Regions from separate parts of the Salmo salar genome. Here region 1 is linked to region 2. Evidence: chromatin contacts called from public Hi-C data. All regions are on one chromosome and are shown on one strand. The core of a region is the stretch at or near the end of the contact, and the rest is flanking DNA. Distances in the headings are between cores, read along the strand shown.

The links. Hi-C and Micro-C count contacts between places; a contact is called where the count stands out from the background.
Region 1: a contact with region 2 is called in a Hi-C map of muscle, with 1.8 times the contacts expected there. The contact joins the promoter of nemf here to the enhancer-like site in region 2. A contact is called at or near these places in 2 of 3 Hi-C or Micro-C datasets (gill and muscle).

The regions. Positions count from the first base shown.
Region 1 is chrssa09:324,266-329,572 of Ssal_v3.1, reverse strand. It overlaps nemf (nuclear export mediator factor), which reads right to left and starts at 2,173. Exons shown (of 32, transcript NM_001173635.1): 1 at 2,072-2,173; 2 at 1,582-1,650; 3 at 1,319-1,421; 4 at 1,101-1,226; 5 at 772-923. The coding sequence starts at 2,130. LOC106610632 (MAPK/MAK/MRK overlapping kinase) reads left to right here and starts at 2,256. Exons shown (of 12, transcript XM_014210061.2): 1 at 2,256-2,668; 2 at 3,474-3,588; 3 at 3,923-4,012; 4 at 4,112-4,182; 5 at 4,309-4,387; 6 at 4,526-4,574; 7 at 4,684-4,862; 8 at 5,091-5,192. The coding sequence starts at 2,383.
Region 2 is chrssa09:234,976-240,645 of Ssal_v3.1, reverse strand. It overlaps the pseudogene LOC106610585. Among protein-coding and RNA genes, the nearest start is that of LOC123724178, 15 kb to the left of the region's middle. Within about 2 kb of position 2,250, at least 13 of the 13 cell types and tissues checked have an H3K27ac peak or open chromatin away from gene starts, as enhancers often do. A contact at or near this core is called in gill and muscle, where this site is marked.

The DNA.
Region 1 (5,307 bases), core at 924-3,423, 89 kb before region 2:
TTTCTGTGGCGGTCCTCATGAGAATCAGTTCCATCATAGCGCTTGATGGTTTTTGGGACTGCACTTTCAAAGTTCTTGAAATTTTCCGGATTGACTGACCATGTTTTAAAGTAATGATGGACTGTCATTTCTCTTTGCTTATTTGAGATGTTCTTGCCATAATATGGACTTGGTCTTTTACCAAATATGGCTATCTTCTGTATACCACCCCTACCTTGTCACAACACAACTGATTGGCTCAAACGCATTAATGAAAGAAATTCCACAAATTAACTTAACAAGGCACACCTGTTAATTGAAATGCATTCCAGGTAACTACCTCATGAAGCTGGTTGAGAGAATGCCAAGAGTGTGCAAAACTGTCATCAAGGCAAAGGGTGGATACTTTGAAGAATCTCTAATATATTATGATTTGTTTAACACTTTTTTGGTTACTACATGATTCCATATGTGTTATTTCATAGTTTTGATGTCTTCAATATTATTCTTCAATGTATAAAACAGTAAAAATAAAGAAAAACCCTTGAAAGGGTAGGTGTCCAAACTTTTGACTGGTACTGTATAATAAATAAATATATATATATTGAATACAATACTCAGTTCACTAAACATCTTGTGACAAATCCCTCAACATTTCACCAAATTCATCTGCAAATATTTACATATTTTCCCAATCTTTTGCCTGCATTGGCCCCATGATTCATCCTAATCCACTCTCCCCCCATGATTCATTCATCCTACCCCACTATCTGCCTCCAGGGGCTGTCTTACCTCTCCAGGCTGATGAGGGGCTCTGGGGGCCTGGCGTTCTCCACAGGGTACCTCTCCCTCACTGCTATCTTCACATCTTCCTCTCCCTCTGCTGTGCGAAAGCGCAGCAGGTTCAGAATGGTGTACTCGTGGTCCGCCAGGATAATGTTACCCTTCACATACACAGGGGGTGCACATTACACTGCATTCAACATGACAATCATAAAGAGAACAGCATGGATTATCTAATATCATTGCTAAATATGAAACGAGTACTGTATTCTACAGTTGAGGAGTATAATGAAAACGTCAGACTCGGAGAGAGGAAAAAGGGAATGCTCATTTCTCACCCTGTCATAGAGTTCCACTATCAGATGGTAAGCAGCCTCATCTGAGCCAAACTGGATGTCAACAATCCTGTCAACCCCAAGCTGCTTCACCTGTGTTAGTCGTCTTGACTTGAGATGCTTTCGACACTGTGGGGAAGAGTGATCATGCAGTGAGTTACCAAGACATCCATCATTGCTTGACAAGAGAATGGACAACTGAAAAAACAACGTATCCTCACTTTCATGGCAAAGCCAGAGGGCATCATATTTTTGGGCCATTCAAAGTCTGTAGAATGAATGCGGAGTCCAGATTCAACCAGTAGAATAGATTTGGTGTCAGGCCTGAAAACAAACAAAAACGTTTTCAATTCTAACCTTGAACACCAGTCACCCCTAGGACTACGTGTACATGACAAGTTCTGTAAACAAACATAACATCATGGCAACAACATGGATGGTTTCTGTAGCTTGGTACTACTGACAGGTAGCAGATATTACTTACTTTTGCAACCGGATGAGATAGGTCTTGGTGTCGATGTCATACACGTTGTTTACGCGCATACCAAGGTAACTGTGATAACATAAGTTGAGTTAGTGTCACGATGACATTATTCATAAGTCCCAATCATATTTTGTTAGCTAGCTATCCATTTAGCTAGATATCTGTGTAGTTAACGTCTGTCAAGTTTAGAGAATGCCCGTGTACCTAAACCCATTGTTGACAGTAGTTATTTAGTTAGCTAGTTATTCAATGGCCGTGTTCGAGAGCGTGAAAACCGTGATGTTTCGTGGGTAAATTGTGACTGATCTTGCTACAAATAATAAGAGTCGTTATTTAAGACGCAAGGTGATTTGAAGATCAGTCAGTCGCCTGAAATGTCGAACAAGCCAAATCTCTGTTTTAACTTCGACATTTGCTAGAGTAACTAGCTAACGTTAGCTAGCTAGCCAACATTAGCACGTTTCATGATGCATGAACCAGACTAACTTACTTAGCATTTATCTCAGCAATTACCGCCCTGATATCCACGGTATTGAATCTTGTTTTCATGGTGAAAATTAGTGGTTTGTATTCGTTGTCCGAAACATTTACACTGCAGACAAGAAGAGCAGCACACAGCAACGAAACACGCTGGCTTCTACAGCACGCATGCGCGGTCTAGAGTTGTACGGAATCCTGTTTGAATCAAAAATACCACGCGAGCGTGGACTCTCGCGCACACAAACACACACTTGTGCACGTGCATGCGCAGACATTTGACGAAAATTATTTACATTACGCAATGATGAATTTTGTTGGTTGATGCTGCCAGGTGATGGTCACCCGCTGATACCTGGGAGTGTTTCAAGATACAAATTAACGGTAGATTTGGGGCATTGTTGTACTAAATGCGTTCTCTTCGTCAGCTATCGTATAATTATGTATTACACAAATTGGCTTGTTGGTGTGAAAAATAGAGCATGCATTCGCAAAGCAAACAAAACGCATAGTATCGACTGGAAAAGCTTCATGGACATATATAACAATACAACGTTGTACAATCGAAATAGATCTGAGCTCATTTTAAGCAAGCTTCTTTGGAAAAAAGGTGAGATCAATACTTCGCAAAATGGCATTCAAACGAACAACATGTTTACATGAACATGCTCCATGTTATAGGAAATATATGTTTTGTTCATTTGTGCATTTTTTTGGTAAACTATGTTGCATTTGGCTCCATCTCTCTGCTCGAGCGACTGATGGGCGCAGACCTTTTGTAATAGAGCAAAAACACAATTGTTATTCTATTTGCAGAATAAAGGCATTTGGACGACCATAACAGTAAAAGTGTGCATACATCATTGAGTGTGAGTCCAATGTCAGAAATAGATAGCCAGCCACTGTAACGAGACAAGTTTCTTGTTTCAAATCATCCACCTTTTAGGTCAAGAGTTGAGGGTGAGGCGTGCCTGGTTACCAAGGTGACGGCCCAGCTAACATGGCTAGCTAGTAGTAGAGATTAGAAATGTCTTCATTAGCATCGGCTAGAGACCAGCAAGGCGTATTTTCCCCCAAGCCTTTCAATCTTGGAGTTAGTTAGCTAAAATGCATGCCACAACACCACAGATAGAACAATGAGATTAGTTATACAAATCTTTGACAACCATGTGTCATGAAAATATCGCAATGTGTTATTTAAATATAGGACTAACGTTAGCTAGTAACGTTATGGATAATTTACTTCTATGCAGTGTACATTTTGAAGAATGGATAGTAAGTTGATCGAATTGTTTCCCTGTACTAACGGTACTAGTAGTTAACGTTAGCAAACTAGTACAGTACGCTAGCGTTTGCTAGATACAGCTACTGTAGATAGCTACATGTTTTTTCTCAACTCCTTTGTTGTTATGCAGATTACAAGATAATCAAGAAAATTGGAGAGGGGACATTTTCAGAAGTGGTGAAGGCTCAAAGCCTGAAAGATGGGAAATATTATGCTTGTAAAACGATGAAGCAGTCACTCAGCAGGTAATTATCATGTGTGTTGCACATAAGTATATAATGGTTCTGCCTGCTGCTTGCCTTCAGGTGCACGGCATCCTCTTTGTACGTGGACCCTTGCCTTGAAACTCGAGCCAGCAGCATGACACCCCTACCCATCCTACTGGGTGTCAACCATTGATGTGTATATTGGTTTCAACATACCCTGACCAAGTGAGGTCAGCGAGGGACAACGTGGCTTTAAGTTTTGTGGCAAGAATTTTTAAGCCTGCATCTTTGAAAATGTGTCATGAGACATGTTTTTCTAGAATAGAAAGATAAAGTTATACATAATAAATGTGTTTTGTTTTTTGTTGCTCAGCCTGGAACAGGCCAACAACCTGCGAGAAGTCCAGGCCATGAAGAAACTGAACCCTCACCCCAACATCATTCAGCTGCATGAATTGATATTGTGAGTACAATGCTTGTCACAGTCGTTTTTATTGTATGTGTGAAGCCTGAACTGAATTATAACATGATAATTTTGTCTGATTCATTCAATGTGTTAAAGTGACAAAGAATCAGGGACCCTGTCCTTGGTATGTGAGCTGATGGAGATGAACATCTATGAGTACATAAGAGGTCAGACACACAGGGAAACTGCTACTGTGAATGACATGAAACCTTTACCATAAGTGTAACTACAGTACACCAAAGACTATTTCCCATTCTGTTATCTTGTGTATTGCTAACTTGTCTCACTTGCAGGGAGGCAACAACCTTTGCCAGAAAGTAAAATCAGACACTACATGTATCAACTTTGCAAGTCACTTGATCACATGCATAGGTAAGAATGAAATATGGATGGGAGCTTGTCCATTAAATAATGCTTTTTAGTTTACATTTCTTACGGGGGGGGGTTAAGGGTAATTGTTTTGCTTCCCCTAAAAGTAAACGGTTTTACTCTTTTGTTACCTTCGTACAGCAATGGGATCTTCCACCGTGATGTTAAGCCAGAGAACATTCTAATCAAAGTAAGTAAAAAATCTGATGATGCTGAAAACCTTGCCTGCTAATTTGTAAATAAGAACTGTTACATTATTTACCATATGTTGCCCATGACTTGGTTTGTTGCTTCCATAGCATGATGTGCTCAAACTAGGAGACTTTGGCTCGTGCAGGAGTTTGCACTCCAAGCCCCCCTACACAGAGTACATCTCCACCCGCTGGTACAGAGCCCCAGAGTGCCTCCTCACAGACGGCTATTACTCACACAAGATGGACATGTGGAGTGTAGGATGTGTTTTCTACGAGATCATCAGGTACCTCTCTTGTCATTGGCTGTGACCGAATTCTCAAACTACATACTGCTTATGTACTTTCCATCCTTGCATACCCAAAAAGCAGACCAAATAGGATGTAGTATTATAATTAGGTTATAGCCTTAGTGATATGTATTCCTCTATGGTCAAAGCCAGACATTCATGAACACATACTGTTGTGTAAGTAGCCTTGATGGCATCACAGATTATCATGTTTTTATATTCCAGTCTCAGCCCTCTGTTTCCGGGTACCAACGAGTTGGATCAGGTGACCAAGATCCATGATGTTTTGGGTACACCTGACAGCAGTCTTCTTCAAAAATTCAGGCAGTACGTTTCTTACTTTGGCTGCATTATATACATTTCTCATGTAATGGAGACCAGTGCCTTCACAGTATGTTCAATGGAAACCATTGTCCTTAGTGACATTGTTGTACATTATTGT
Region 2 (5,670 bases), core at 1,001-3,500:
GAAGTTAATGAGACCTGAAATTCTTCCTTCGTTAATTTTCTCAAACTCAAAGGCACAACCTAGATTCGAACTAGAGGTCGACCGATTATGATTTTTCAACACCGATACTTGGAGGACCAAAAAAGGCCAATATATATATAAAAAAATAATTACGGCCGATTAATCTGCATATATATGTATGTAAATGACAATTACAACAATACTGAATTAACAATGAACACTTGTTTTAACTTAAATAAAATCTATTTAGTCTCAAATAAATAATGAAACATGCTCAATTTGGTTTAAATAATGCAAAAATACAGAGTTGAAGAAGAAAGTAAAAGTGCAATATGTGCCATGTAAAAAAGCAAACTTTTAAGTTCCTTGCTCAAAACATGAGATCATATGAAAGCTGGTGGTTCAATATTCCCAGTTCTTCAATATTCCCAGTTAAGAAGTTTTAGGTTTGCGTTATTATAGGAATTATGACGCATCGACTATTTCTCTCTATACCATTTGTATTTCATATACCTTTGACTATTGGATGTTCTAATAGGCACTTTAGTATTGCCAGCCTAATCTCAGGAGTTGATAGGCTTGAAGTCATAAACACTGTGTGAATCAAGCATTGCTAAGAGCTGCTGGCAAACGCAGTAAAGTTTGAATGAATGCTTACAAGCGTGCTGCCGCCTACCCCCGCTCAGTCAGACTGCTCTACGAAATATCAAATCATAGACTTAATTATAATAAACAGAGAAATACGAGCCTTTGGTCATTAATATGGTCAAATCCGGATCAACAGCATCAATGTAACAGTATAGCTTCCGTCCCTCTCCTCGCCCCTACCTGGGCGAGAACCAGAGACCCTCTGCACACATCAACAACTGACACCCACGAAGCTTCGTTACCCATCGCGCCACAAAAGCCACGGCCCTTGCAGAGCAAGGGGAACAACTACTTCAAGGTCTCAGAACGAGTGACGTCACCCATTGAAACACTATTAGCGCGCACCACCGCTAACTAGCTAGCCATTTCACATCGTTACATGAAGATTGATTGATTTTTATAAGTTTAATGCTAGTCAGCAACTTACTTTGGCTCCTTGCTGCACTCTCGTAACAGGTGTTCAGTCTGCCACGCAGTTTCCTCATGGAATGCAATCGGCCATAATCGGCGCCCAAAAATGCCGATTACTGATTGGCCCTAATTAATCGGCCATGCTGATTAATCAGTCGACCTCTAATTCGAACCAATGTCTTTTAAGTAGTTTAACATGTTATTACTTCAAAAAGTTACACGTTTGTCAAAAACTTTATATCAAAGGAATGCTCATAAATTAAACCACCCCCTGGCCAGTTGGGGAACCCTGCTGTATCGTCTTTTGGTAAAACCATCAGTAAACAGCAGTTTATTTGACAGGCACGTTATCTAGCTAGCCTACGAAGAAGCTATTCATTGCCAACTAGTTAGCTAGTTACTTGAATCAGACTGACCTTTGAGAGTGCTTCTCTCGAGGAGAATGGTGTGTGTGAATTTGGGGTCTGAGAGAAACTTAATCTACTCTATGGATCTCTTCTCTTCTACAGCGGTTTCCAAGGAGGTCGGAGCCTCGCCGCCATCTTCCAGGAACAGGGGGACAAGTTTATGAATATGCTTCTGCAGCACCGCGGCATCAGCAACCGTTTGGACGGCAGCTGACACCTCCATGGTGACGGAGCTATCGTCGCCCACGCTACTGTTGGACATTTTCCGAATGACGAACAACGATGGCCGTAGACTCAACAGTGAACAAACTAGACGTCTAGACAAAGCACATCCACGGGTGACGTGTATGTGGGACTCTAATCAATGCAGCCGATTTCGTCAACTGGCAGCTACTCCTTCAAACGTATTCATACAGTGCATGCTGGTACTTGTAGTACCGGAGGACGAACTTGAAGAGATAAGTCCACGGCTATGTCCCATAAGAGTACTACGCTGCCCACAATGCAATTTAGACGGGGAAATGGGAGTTGGCTGATGGGAAAGGTTAGATTCTGCAAATCTGTTTCATTCTGCACATTTTCTAATCGACTAAACATTTGATCGCAAGACAGTTTTCTGTTCCCAAAACTAAAATATGTTACGAACAGTATACTACACTTTGTCGAAGTTTCCAAAAAGTGCGTTGTTTAGGAGTGCAAAGGCAAATTGAGTTATTGCACATACACATTCCTGAGTAGGCGTTCCCTAACAGAAATATGCAAATAATGCTACAACGCGCAATAGGATCTCGCTAGCACGTCCTTGGCTTTGCCCACTATGACACTTTTTTTTTCGTTTGAAACGACAGGCTGTGGTTTAGTTAGAAAAACTCTTTGGTTAAACACTCGTTTCACCGCACGTCGATAATGAAGTTACTTTTTCGTAACAGCAGGTTAGAAGTTACGCAGCAGGTTAAGAGACTAATATTACGGTTAGGTAAAGTGTTAGGGTTAGCGAAAATGCTCTCCTAACCTGCTACGAAAATCACTTTGTGTCGAAGTTGGTAAATATTTTGGTGCTTTCAAGACAACTGGGAACTCAAAAGAAAAACTAGGTCAAATCATGACTTCAGTGATCTTCAGGTCAGAAAGTCGGAGCTTTAGAAAGATGCTTGAGTTTCCAACTTGTGATTCCAAGTTGGATAACCGTTCCAAAAAATGTCCCAGTCAGAATTATTATTTTATTTTTCGTTTTGTTGTCTTGAAAACATTGAAGTCGGAAGTCTGAGATTTCTGAGATCTCAGTTGTTTTGAATGCGGCATATATCCCCATAATGCAAGCACTTTGGAAGGCAGTGATCAACGATGGCCACCGACTTGACAAAAGTGATCCACTTGAACGAGCACATTGTGATGTGTGAGGTACTCTCTCACTAATTGATTGTACAATATACACACATATGATTTCAGTTTGTGAGTGTGTGATATGTTTGTAAATAATGGCAACACTGCCATGTTGATCTGAGCCTTACTATTGGAAAACCACATTAGTTTCCGACTTTCGGCTGTTGCAGATACACCTCCTCCGCCTTCACTCCTCAACTTTCGCCTAGAGTCGTTTGCTTTAGCCTTACCACCCAAACGCTTAGAAATCAAAGCACTTTATGTATCAAGTCCCCTGAATTTGAAGGTGTCAAATTCACTTACACGTTGTATTAAATTAGTCAAAAGTGTAGTATTTGGTCCCATATTCCTAGCATGTAGTGACTACATCAAGCTTGTGGCTCAACAAACTTGTTGGATGCATTTGCAGTTTGGTTTGGTTGTGTTTGAATCACTACTTGACTTGGACTGAAATAGATTCCAGTACTCATTTTGGTTGCCGGTACTGTTGTTACAGTATGTAGGTGCAGGAACTCCACAATACATTTGAGTTAATATTCTATAAGAGGAACAGGAGCTCAAGCAGTAGAACATTAGGTGCCGGTACTCAGCTCCGGTGAGCTCCTGCCCAAGTCAAGCACTGGTTTGAATGAATTGTGAATAATGATGAGTGAGAAAGTTATAGCAACAAAGAACATACACCCAAAAACATGCTAATTTTTCACCTTTACCAAAAACAAGGGAGGTTAGGGGGTGTTACGTACACCTCTAGGAAGAGGGAACGCAACACCCTGCTACAACTCAACTCCCCGTGGAGTGAAAAGACGTATGGGACTGTAGGTGCGAGTAAGGATGACAAAGGCAGAGAATTTACCATTTACTGGGAATTTATTTATTTCTTCACACGGTAAATTTTGGGGAAAAGGGGCTGAACGGAAGCAAAGAAAGTACATTTCAAAGCCCCCTCTCCTACCTTACCTGCCTACCCACTACTTACCTAACCTTTTAGCACCACCTGGTGCGCTAACCAACATACAAGGGGGTGGTCCGCCCAGGTCTTACCTAGTGTGCATTGACAGTAAATACTGCGGGTTATTTATGCCATCCTGAATCACATACAAACACATACAAACAAAACCACAACACAGAAACTGGGGAACGTAACAGGGGGTATGATATTTATGCCTCTAACCTTCTCACTCATCATAGTTCAACATTCAATAATGATTATCTATAATCATGGTAGCATCCATACTAATGTAGTGTTCAGAAACATATTATATTGTTATTTAATATAAAAGGGACTCCAAAATACATTATTTACCATTCATTTATACTGGGCACAACATAACCCGAAACACAACCTCAACAAACTGCAAATGTGTCCAACAAATCTGTAATTTAGCTTAAGTAATTTAAAAAAATGTTTAAAAAAAAAGTAAGCTTGAATGACACAGAGGCAGTGTTGTTACAGCTAATGCCTGTTTGCCTGAGGCTGATGCCGCGCAGGTGTTGGTACACATGCATATACACACACTCATTCAAGTGTGCATACACACTCATTAAAATGCATACACGTGCACATACACGGACACACACAAGTAAATAGTGCCATACATGCACATATTCAGTTGGCCTTGCTGTTATTTTTGTTGTCCTTGATGTATGGTTGTCCACGATATAATGGCGCCGGAGGGATGGCTGACGTTTTACTGGCAGCCATCCGTTTTACGGGCTCCTAACCAACTTCCTGACTGATGTCTTGAGATGTTGCTTCAATATATCCACATTAACGATCTTTGTCCCCATGTGCAGTTGCAAACCGTAGTCTGGCTTTTTTATGGCGGTTTTGGAGCAGTGGCTTCTTCCTTGCTGAGCGGCCTTTCAGGTTATGTCGATATAGGACTCGTTTTACTGTGGATATAGATGCTTTTGTACCTGTTTCCTCCAGCATCTTCACAAGGTCCTTTGCTGTTGTTCTGGGATTGATTTGCACTTTTCACACCAAAGTACGTTCATCTCTAGGAGACAGAACTCCTTCCTGAGCGGTATGACGGCTGCGTGGTCCCATGGTGTTTATACTTGCGTACTATTGTTTGTACAGATGAACGTGGTACCTTTAGGCGTTTGGAAATTGCTCCCAAGGATGAACCAGACTTCTGGAGGTCTACAATTTTTTTTCTGAGGTCTTGGCTGATTTCTTTTGATTTTCCCATGATGTCAAGCAAAGAGGCACTGAGTTTGAAGGTAGGCCTTGAAATACATCCACAGGTACACTTGATTCAAATGATGTCAATTAGCCATGTCAATTAGCCTATCAGAAGCTTCTAAAGCCATGACATAATTTTCTGGAATTTTCCAAGTTGTTTAATTAATAAAGGCACAGTCAACTTAGTGTATGTAAACTTCTAACCCACTGGAATTGGGATACAGTGAATTATAAGTGAAATAATCGGTCTGTAAACAATTGTTGGGAAAATGACTTGTGTCATGCACAAAGTAGATGTCCTAACCGAATTGCCAAAACTATAGTTTGTTAACAATACATTTGTGGAGTGGTTGAAAAATGAGTTTTAATGAATCCAACCTAAGTGTATGTAAACTTCCGACTTCAACTGTTTACAGTTAAGGGTAGGCAACAACACATCTGCCACGCTGATCCTCAACACGGGGGACCCGCATGGGTGCATGCTTAGTCCTATCTGTGCTCCCTGTTCAACCATGACCGCGTGGCCAGGACAACAACCTCCCTCAACGTGAGCAAGACCAAGGAGATGATCGTGGACTATAGGAAAAGGAGGGCTGAACACGCACCCATTCACAGATGGGGCTGTAGTGGAGC